Regions from separate parts of the Oryzias latipes genome. Here region 2 is linked to region 1. Evidence: chromatin contacts called from public Hi-C data. All regions are on one chromosome and are shown on one strand. The core of a region is the stretch at or near the end of the contact, and the rest is flanking DNA. Distances in the headings are between cores, read along the strand shown.

Region 1 (5,719 bases), core at 729-3,228:
AACTTAAATCTTGCTAATTCAAACTGTTCAGTGGCACGGTAAAACTTCACTAGTCAAGCCTAAACTACCCATACGTCCTTTAAGAAATGACAATAAATAATAATCACCTAAACATTCAAACACTTTTCCACACATCCCATTGATTAATCCATCCATCCATCCATCCATCCATCCATCCATCCATCCATCCATCCATCCAACCATCCATCCATGGAAATCTTCTCTGTTAAATGTTCGCCTCGGTCGCCTGCTCAGCCTGTCTTGTTTGAAGGGATTTGAGGGGCAAAATTGTTAATCCCAACTTTGAACATGAATCAGCAACCAGAGGGAAGGCCTCCTGGATTCTCCCCTCTTTCTTATGATAATGGTCCAATCAGTATGGCCAGAATGATGAAAATGCCAGCCGGCTTATCTCAGTGGGACAGCTTGGTGGTGGTATGGAAGCCCTGTCAGGAAAACAAGAACCTTTTCCTAAACAAGGAGGATACAGCTCTTTTTCCCCAGCCAGATACAACACTATTCTGTGCATTAGCACATATTTGACTTCATAGATGTATGTGAACCATGCAAAGTAGAGTGTGCTTGTGTGTGCTTGTTTGTAGTGTTTGTGCCCACATGTGTGTCATGTGTCAGTCTGTGTATGGGGCAGGTCTATGTTAAAACAGTAATCCAGTGATCTCACATTTCCAGAGTGATAACTGCTGACCAGGGACAGACTAATTCCACCCCCCACCCCCACCCCTGTGCATCTTTCAATGTGCATAAATATTTCTGGAAAAAACTGAATTTGACTGGCTACAACCTGAATTTCTGAATGGGGAACATTTTTATTTAATTTTATTTAACCCTTGAGACGTTGCAACACCTTAATAACACACGCTCTTTGACATACTGTATATCTTTTATTGTTTATGTAAATCAGCTAATGTAGAGGAAAGCGGAGTGCATGACAGTTTTGTGCTGGATTACCAACATAAAGTGTTGCGTAAAAGCATAGAATCAGCTGATTCATATTTACTGCGTAAATGGTTAAAGAGTTACATTTGTCGAAAGAATAGAAACAAAGAGTTAAAGAATTTGTCTATCTATATCTATATAGATATATACATATACATACATCTTCAGGGAATGACAACAGGTGCTTTGAGTCAGTCAGTCAGTGAGCGTTTCAAGCGTTTGGTCACATTGTGGATGCATCCACCGATGGATGCTAGCACGGTCTCTGGCTTGGGCGAAATGTGTTAACTACCAGTAAGGGGATGTTCTTGCCAAATGGGGAGGGGTAGAGTCTGGGTCTGGATTGGAATTGGCTGTGCGTCCTTCTCTGAACACAAGATCTTAAGTTACAATCAAGGCATTAAGCCAGATTAAGATGGAATCGCCGTCCGTCTCTCCGCTGAGTAGACACACAGCTGTCCCTGGCAAGTCTGCCCTAAACTGACAAGCTTCTCAGGATTTTTTTTATTTGTTTTTTAAGGACATGTGTTTCTACTTGAGGTCTTGTCCAGTCAAAAATAAACATACCAGAGTAAGAGCAGCCACCTTCCACTCTGTGTGGTTAGGAATAGCTGTTAGAGATGTGCTGACTCGCACTTGCAACTTATTGCAAGTCTCTCCAGGACTGCAGTTCTGTAATGAGAGGCCATTATCACCACCCTGCTCTGAAGATAAGAGAAACCCAGCCTGCAGATGCTCCACCATCATCACCCAGGAATAGCCACATGACGGCTGTGCCTCCAAATGAAATCTGCCCTCGTCTCTCTAGCTGCCCATTACCTCAGATGTTTCTTTTTTATCTCTTTTCAGATGGTACTTTTGTCCAAGCAGCTCCATCATTGTCCTTCATGCTTCAGGTTAGTTGTGTGCCTGTGCATGTGGTGGGAGTGAAGACATCAGCCACTCTGAGGCTCCTTAGACTAAACGTAGCTCCATCAGAGGATAGGAATGGGCCGTGCGGCGTGCCAACGGAGCTTCAACTCATGAGCTCATTTTCTGCTGGGGTGCGTGTGGAGTAGAGATGTCTGCAGTCTGCTAAAAAGAGTGCACATGTTTGGGAACTTTGGGACAGCTCAAGTTACATTATGTGTGAAATTTCTCTGTGACATCATGCACATAATCATTAGCACAAGGTTGCAACTAAATGCAGATGTCACACCATGGAAACTGTCAGTGTGGATTGTTGTGACTGAAGCCTGTAGCTCATGTCCTCCTATTGAGACGTTGACATAAATTTATTAAAACTCAGTACATTTAAAAGGAAAATTTGAAAGGTTTTTTAAAATCCAAATCTTTGTCATCAGGGGAGGAGGTCCTCATAACCCAAAATAGCACAAATAGAAGGTTGTTTTAAACAAACTAAAAATCTCACTAAATTCCAAAGAAGAGGCGTGTTTGAGAAAAACAAACTAAAGTCCTTTATTCTCTGTGTCCTATGCTCACATAAAGGGTTTCGACCCTCAATTAAAAGGACAAATACATAGAAGATGAGGAACATGTTGACACAATCTCAGACTATAAGCTGCACATGCCCTCATTTTAATTGGAAATGGTCGTAAGAAAAGGGCTGCATGATGGTGTAGTGGTTAGCACTCACTTCCCCCCCGGTTGAAATCCCAGCTTCTGTGTGGAGTTTGCATGTTCTCATGCATGTGTGGGTTTTCTCCGGGCTCTCCGGTTTCCTCCCACAGTCTAAATACATGCTTCATAGGTTAATTGGTGACTGTAAAGTGACTCTGGGTGAGTTTGTGTGTGGTTGCATAGCCCTGCAACAGATAAGTGAACTATATGAATGTACCCCACCTTTGCCAGTTGCTGGGATAGGCTCCAGAAATTCTGTGCCCCAAAAGAGATCAAGTAAGTTTAGAAGATGGATTGATGGAAGACAACATTTTCAGATTAGGATTTTGTGAGGGAGCAGTTTTGTCAACAGTTGTCTTATGGCGGATTTACACTGGTCCATTTGCACAAACTTTACGCAGGTGTTCCATTTCCAGTCTGTCGATCTGTCGATTTCCCTACAAAAAGCTGGAGAAAAGGGAACCAGGTTTAACAACAAAATTCCGATTTACTTTTAAAATTAAAATATTCAATGTGACGTGCCCACATGTTAACACCGAAGAAATTTTGGAAGTAGAAAACCAAAACATAATTTAGGACACAAAACATACATTTTGCAAGAACTCAGTGAGGAAAGAAGACAAGGGAGACGCACCGCAGACAGACCGGTGTATTACCCATAATGCATCATGTATCCCTTTTTATAGAAGATGATATATAGTTATTAGTTCAAAATTATGAAGGGTGCATCAAGGGTGAAATCATGTTCTTGTGCCAACTCAGTTTTTGAGTTCAAGTTTTAACATGTTCTTGTGCATTTTTCTCACAATGAAGGTCATTTGTAAAGAGAATTAAGTTAAACATTGTGTTTCTGAGTGTTTCATTATTCAAATAATTTAAATCAGGAGCAGAAAAAAATGCAACTGGAAAAAGTCAATAGCAGTGATGCAGGAGCTATAGTCGGCCGGCCACAAGATCCCTGCTCAGGTCCGTTCCACTTGTAGACGACTAGATCCATGTCTTCATTTTCCTCGTCCGAGCTGGCACCTGGCTCAAAGCTGAATTGCTGAATAGCTCCAATATTGCTCGATTTTTGCTTCACTGCTAATGTTAGCTTGGGGTTGGGAGGGGTTGTAAGGCAGCGGAGAGAATGCAAGCAATGGGATGATGGGAAGTCTGGACAGGCTCGCTTTGCAGCAGTGGTGACTTTCTGAACAGCATATTCATAATTAAAAGACCACTGGGATCAATTCTAAAATAGATAAAAAGATGACCAGAGTGGTACTTTAAAGTTTTTACCTGGCCAGTTTTATGTTTGTTTGTTTTTTTTTAAATAACAAATGTGTTTGAGAAAAAGAAAAAAATCACCATTAAAAAATACCAGTAATCAGTATTGAATATTTCATGCAAAAAGTAATTGGTATTGAATCTTGAAAGTCTGGTGTTGCCCATCACAAGGAAAAACATTCTAATGGGGAGCATGAGATGATGTCATGCTGTGTTCAGTGTGTACATCCCTGTACCACCTAAAACATATCAGGAATGCTCTTGCAAAACCGAAAAAAAAGCCTGTATGCACTCTGCCATGACCCAACCTATTGCATATAATTAATGTCTGCTGCACTAATGTCACACTAATGTCTGCCAAAATCCAGCTGCATGTTCATTAATCACCCTGGACCAATAAGGGCAAACAGGCTTCCAGACATGTGTTTTCACCTCTAACTCTGGGAATTTTTCTTTAACAGCGACCCATTGTCTCTTTCCCAGCATATTTGGCACCTATCATGAGCCACCATTGAGCCAACAACTGAGACCAAATGGTCCTTCATCACTATTTAACTAAACATCATTTATAACATCAACTGCACTGAGGCAAATGAAGACATAGTCCTTAAAATCTTTTCACAGCCTTAAACAAACTCCACCTGAGGGATGTGACAGTTACTATTAGGAATAAATCAGCACATCAGTCATTGGTTTGTTCTTATTTTTCTCATCACACATACATATTTTAACCATATCTATGTTCACAATTTGTTTTCTTCCTCTCTATAAATGTCTGATTCTCGATGGTGCCACCTTACTTTTCCTCCAGTTAATACACAGCTTCCAGATTTAAAAAAAATAAAAATAAGATTTCAGTTGCCAGCAGGTGTAAAAACAAGCAGGGAGGAGGGAACAGGAAAGGATGATGAGGAGGAAGAGGTGAGATGTGCTTTGCTCCTGTTAAGACTGCTGGGTTTTGTCTGAGGCTCATTCATGTGGCAAAGGACCATTAATCATTTCTGCTCCCTGACATGACCCCAGCAACTCACACACACACACACTCACACACGTCTGTGTTGGCACATATTCAAAGGTGAACCCTTTAATTTAGCAAAAAACCTGTTTTCCCCTCCACACACACTCATCCCATCAAAATGTCAAATCATCCGCTTTATACAAACACCTATCTATCCATTCATCATCCCACGCTGAGGCATGCCTGCACCCACTAATGACTCATCAAATGTGCATTTAGAAAGAGCACAATCGCACCGTCAAACCCAAGAAAATAAACTGATCGTGCAATACTTCACAAAATGAGCTGTTGTCACCACAAAAGTACAAACAATAAACCACCATTTCCTCAGGTTCTCTGTTCTTCAGACTTCTGTCACTTAGAGCTGCTTCAGAAAAAAGCATTATTAAATCCAACAATGATAGGTCAGGCCTCATCAATTAAGGTTTTGAGGAAATGTTTGCAGTTTAAAATCTTTGTTTTTCAGCTTGTTGAATCATAGAGGTTAAAATTTATAAAGATGGTACAACATGTTGTTTTAATTTCATTTTTGTAATTAATGATGTACAAAATTTCATAAATAAATGTTTGTATGACTTTTTTGAAGAAGTGCCATTTTTAAACACAATAGTTTGATTTAATTGGAAAAAAATGTTTATCTTTGTTTGTTTTTTAAGTTAGGTTTTATATATCGAACATTTAAAGTAAATTTGTTTAATTGTTTTCTAGAAATATTTAATGAAAATAAGTAAACAGATGACTGAAGCTCTTCCTCATCAGGGTGCTGTTCCCAAACTCACCACTAGGGGCTATCTCCTCCACAGCTTTAATTTCAGCAGCTCAAAGCAGAATTTCTGCCCTCAAGCTTCAGAGTTTTCA
Region 2 (5,430 bases), core at 2,218-4,717, 110 kb after region 1:
CCAATGAAGAAACAGAAGAAGAGTCCTCGACTTCAAAGATAAAAGGAAAGCTCCTCTTAACAGACAAAAAACAGGAGTCTTTACTCGAAACATGGATTTTTTGTGAAGCTATGGACACACTGGACATGTGACGCAAGTTCAGTAATGCACTAAACGCCAGTTCTTGAACACGCATTTAGCCCACTGTGTTCACACTGGATGAGCAGTGCATGTCCACCACCTACAGTTGGAAGACACTTAGTGCGAAACTTTGAAGCGTTGCAAATCTTGTAAATCCTGCTCCAGGCTTCTTCCTTTACGGTTCTTTTTCGATATATGATGGACTTGGTGTCATCTAATTTCTCCTCCACCTCCTCAGTTTTCAAACAGTTGGCACTTCTGTTAATTAAAGGGATGTCATCAATAAATCATTTATTAAACGTTTGACCTATTTAACTTTCAATTCACGTTTTGTACATAGAGCCTGAAAACATTTGTAGAAACTTGCATAGCTATGGGTGAATGCAAGAGTTTTGAACGCAGACGCCAGAAATGCTAATTTATGCGCGTTTACTTAAACTTTTCATCGAAAGTGCTCACGTGAACACGCGTTGCAGAGGGCAGTGTGAATATAGCTTGACAGTTGTTCCCTCACTCCACATATTAAATAAATAGTCCACTTCTTGTGAAAAAAGATTTAATACCAAAACTTAACAACATTTAAGTACTGTTATTTAATGTTCATTTCTGTCGTAAGTGACCATGGTATAAGCAGGAAAATGCTCTCCAAGGTGTCTATTATCAGAAATGACTAGGTTATATAAAGGCGTGAACTGTCCAAAGCAGAGCCCAGTCCAGGCTGGTCCGTGAAAATACTGTCTGACACTAAACCGCTCCGTGGCCTATAAGGTTGGGGACTGCAAATTTATTTTTGTATTCAAATGTGCTTCAATCTAGACATCAAAGGGTTATCTCAGACTTTATACTCAGTTATGAATCCAAGCCCTCTCCTTCTACCACATATTCCCCTTCTCCATTTCTTTATTGTTGTGATATCTCAACCAACAGCAGACTGACTAAAAAGAAATCAAACAACCAAGGCACTGAAAGTTGATCAGGTTTGTTGCAGCTTTTTTGATACAAAAGAGATCCTTTTATAATGACTAGAAAGGTTTAGATCAGCACTGTCTACACAAGCAGCACTTGAAAGTGGCTGGTTCCATAGAAAGTGAATGCGCTTTGCTCTCTCAGCATTAGGTTTCACAACTGGTGGCAAACCGCAAAGTCAAGATTATGGAGGAGCCGATAAGAGCTGTTTGACTGACATTGGGGGATATATCATCTTTCTCTGTCTGGGCTCTGGACCAGGAAGAAAACCAGCCTGAGTGATCTACATGGGATCAAATGCTTCTTTCAGATTCCCAGTGGACAGATAAGGGGTCAAATTTTGAACTGTACAACAGGTTATGTGAAAAGTAGCTTTTTTTTTTTACGCATTTAGCCTCGTGTGACAGCCAGACCAGACATCAGACTGGCTTTACCCTTCCGGCTGCCTGACACAAAGTCAGTGTAATGTGAGAAGGAAGCAGGTAATTGTCAGCAGAATTTGTTGCCTACTGCACGCTCTGCTCTGACAGCTCACCTGTTGCGCATTGCGTGTCAAGACAGACCATTTTTTAAAACGTGTTCGCCATAGCCTTCTGATTTTTGTGATCATCGTTTCATGATCAGTTAAAAATGGAAGGCTGTTTTAAATAATGTTGGAAAACTAAAGTAAATTGTGATCAATACACAAATAAGCATTAAAAAGAAAGATAACCAATGGCATCGATCTATCAGAGCACACACCAACTCTGTTGTACCCCTAAAGCCTGCTTTTGTTGTGAAAGCTTTTTAAGCTGAAGCAAACAAGGAATCTGGAAAGCTTCACCTGGACTGTTCAATACCTAGGTATTAATCTCTAAGTCACATTGGTTGAATGTTCGGCTAAACATGTCCTAGATCGCCTTTAACCCTTGTGCTATCTTAGATGACCCCACCCTTACATTGACGTGTTCTCCCTACCATGACAAAGGTGGATAAAGGTGGAAAGATTTCATGTAATCCATGGACACCAGTGAAGATCACAAATCATTGAAGAAAAAAGGTTCAGAGCACTGTCTAGTGGGTCTAGATGACCCAACTCCCAATGGTAAAAAGTGCTTAGGAAAGCACAAGGGATACTAAGAATCAGATGGTTCAAAATGAACCAATGTGAACATGACTATGAATCAGATCGTTGGTAAAATGAATCGTTACAACCTCAGCTATTCAGATGTCGCCGGCAACATCTTCACTGTTAAGCTTGTTAAATTATATTTTCAACTTGAGGTAAAAGAAAAAAAAAAAAGATGAAACGCTGGACACTTTCTTTGCAAGGTCTGGCACTACTCCACAAAATAATGCAAGAGCTGAAATCTAGTTCATGCCCATTAACACATGGTTAATTCATGCAATGCAGAGCTCGGTGCTCAAATTTGTGTGCAAAGAGTAGGAGAAAAAAAAAACATCAAATGGTGATGTCAAGTAACCAAGAAAATGAAATGGCATAAGTAGATTTGCATAATCCCAATTCACCATTAGTGATCTAATTATGATAGCATCACCCTGAATGCTGACATGTCAGAGCGGTGAAGGGAGCAAACAGGGGTGCAAGGCTGCCACTAGAATCTCACTAATGGACTGGTGAAATCAACACACTCAACGAACTCTGTGCATGCAAGAGCGTGGGGGATCCTGCAAACTGCAAACCAAACAACTTAAACGGTGCTGCACGTCGCCGATCTCTCGATGCACAATGGTGAGAGTGGTTGCAACCTTTTCGTCAACCCATGTGCCAAGATTCAAATAAAAAAAAGAGCCCCGAATTAAACTGAAAATGCTGCGCAGTCTAATCCGATTTCAATATGACAATACGGCATGGAGATGGGGAGGAGGCTGGAGTTACAATGTGACAGATTATGCTGATCCAAGCGAAGGGACTCCTCTTTTTAACAGCTAGTGTTGGGGGTTGCAGAAGCATAAAAAAAGGGGGACGGTGCGAAAGAAAATGGTGAGGAAGCCTTTTTTTTAAAAGCAGCAATGCCACAAGAAAAGATCTCCTCCTCCCCCCCACCCAAATAAAAAACCTCCACCTCTGACTTTACCCACTCAGGCTGCCAAAGGAGCAAATCAGGGTGTGAGAAGGGAGAAAAAGGAGAAGAAGAGGAGGGGAATTTTAGTGCGACAAGTAGCTCTTGCAGAAACAATGCCCATTATGTTCATTTTTGATTTATGAGGTGCTGCTTTTAAAGATCCCGTCAGCAAACAGGCAGTCCTGTGACACCGGCCTCTTCTTTTTCCCCTGCTTTTCTTTCAAAGTGAACCATTGTCCCTGACCACTGAGCAGGGCAGCGGTCAGGGCCGAGGGGCGGTGATGGGGGCAGGGTAGAGAGAGGGCAAGATAGAGGAGGAGGAAGGCTGGGAGGTGTGTGGGAGGGAGGGTCATCATTGGCAGCTGAGTGAAGCACTTCTTCATCCTTAAGAGAGGCCCTTTGGAGGGCTCTTGAGCAAAGCGTGTGCCAAAACTGTCCTCCAAACAACACCCTGTTCTCTTTAGATAACAGCGGCCCCTCAGGGTCCGGCTGTCTGCCGCGGCAACAATAATACTGTAAAGATCTAATATCATGACACAAACTTCCTTCCTTCCTTTGCTGGTGTGCTTTAGAACCTGCACCTTTACCCTCCAAGACTAATTCCATGTGGGAAGACGTGATAAGACAGAAGGCAGAGGCCCCTGTCAAACGGTTGCATTAAACGTGGGCAGGCGGAGAAGGCCTCTGGCCTGAGTTTTAAAGAGCCATCATCCCAGTAGATCTAAACGGGAGGCAGGAAACAGGTTATTTCTGTCTGATGCTTCCGCCTCCCCCCTGTCACTTTTGATGTGAAGATAAGGGGCTGCCACTGAGCCACCGTGTGTCACAGCATCCCAGACGAAACGACTAGTTTGCTCACAGACAAAAGGAAAAGCCTCACGTCTGTCGATTTTCGATCCGGAATGTTTTCAATTGTCTCACATGTCTGGTTGTTTGAAGGGGGAAAGATTTGAATCTCAAATTAGGGGTTTGTACATTTGAATGCGAGAAAATCAGAGGGCATTTTGTGTCAGCAGCGAAAGGAGGGTGGAGTTCACCATTTAGAGTTGGAGCCGTTTCCATGACTTCAAGACCCAAGTGAGGGCCATCTACCCGTGGGAGGTGACACCACCGAGGCGATCACAAACACCAAACAGTAAGCAAAGAAGCTCCAGGGTAAACTTACCTGTCACAATAAAGCAAGATCAGAGAAGCAAACACATCCCAATCCCAGAAATCCAGGACTTTGAACAGCATGTTTTAGCCATTTTAGTTCACTCTTTTCTGATCCAGGTTTGACGTAACAAGTGCAAAGAGGGAGGATAAAAAGTGGGAGAAAAAAATGCTAAAAGTTCTCTGAGTTCCCTTTTTCTCCAGCTGCTCCTAACCACAGACTTTTCTCAAACTGATGTGATGGACTTTTTCAGAAAAAGGCTTTATTTATTTTTGGGTCGTTAAAGACCCACTCTAATGAAAATAGTGTTTTGGGTGTTTTAAAACATGATCTTGTGGCTTTTTTTCTAATGATGGAGGACAAATATTAGGAAAATTAAGCTTACAATTGCATGCTCCGAGCTCTCAGCAACGGGGAGGGAAAGGGGGCGGGGATGCTCCTCGCCAACAGTCCCGCCCATAACTCAGATATGAATTTCTAATGACCTTCGGCCACTCTGCAGACACTATGACCAAGAAAATGACGTTTTCATTTTGGATAAAAATGTAAAAATTATAATTTAAAGACCACTGGGAACTTTTTGTACTTAAATCAAAAGATGATTGGAGTGGGACTTTAAAGCAAAGTTGTGCTCATTAGTGGACATCAGTACAGAAAAGGACCAGGTTTAAAAATATATATTATTTTCATTAAAATCAATATTCAGGTATTAAATGAAATGAATTCACAAAATCTACCCACTTGGCTGTTTGATTCAATAACCTTTCTAATGATAATGATGATGTTCAATAAGCTCTTTTGTAGAGATATCATTGCTTTGGTGAAGTCCTTCACTTGGAGCTTTTTGACACTTCATTTCCTGACAAGACAAACCGTTTACCTATTAAAGTGAGGTTTCTCCCCCCAAAAGGGGACCCTGCCTTCTTGGTTCACTCTAAAAGTAGTGTTATAAACTTCTGTGTCTGCATACAGATTTCACTGCTGATGGGATTGTCCACTGATTGCAGGAATGCTTCAAATTACCAAATGTGGTGTTACTGGGAACTCTGGTGGTAATGGAAGCCCTTCCAAATCCTCAGCTCAAATGAAGAATTCCGACTGGCCTAGTATGAAAACTGGATGACG

The links. Hi-C and Micro-C count contacts between places; a contact is called where the count stands out from the background.
Region 2: a contact with region 1 is called in a Hi-C map of embryo, with 2.3 times the contacts expected there. The contact joins two enhancer-like sites. A contact is called at or near these places in 2 of 5 Hi-C or Micro-C datasets (embryo and fibroblasts).

What each region holds. Positions count from the first base shown.
Region 1 is chr19:15,087,578-15,093,296 of ASM223467v1, forward strand. No RefSeq gene overlaps it. Among protein-coding and RNA genes, the nearest start is that of pmp22, 32 kb to the left of the region's middle. Within about 2 kb of position 1,979, at least 1 of the 8 cell types and tissues checked has an H3K27ac peak or open chromatin away from gene starts, as enhancers often do. A contact at or near this core is called in embryo, where this site is marked.
Region 2 is chr19:15,197,449-15,202,878 of ASM223467v1, forward strand. All of the region lies in intron 1 of LOC101161194 (heparan sulfate glucosamine 3-O-sulfotransferase 3B1), which reads right to left. Among protein-coding and RNA genes, the nearest start is that of LOC101161194, 15 kb to the right of the region's middle. Within about 2 kb of position 3,468, at least 5 of the 8 cell types and tissues checked have an H3K27ac peak or open chromatin away from gene starts, as enhancers often do. A contact at or near this core is called in embryo, where this site is marked.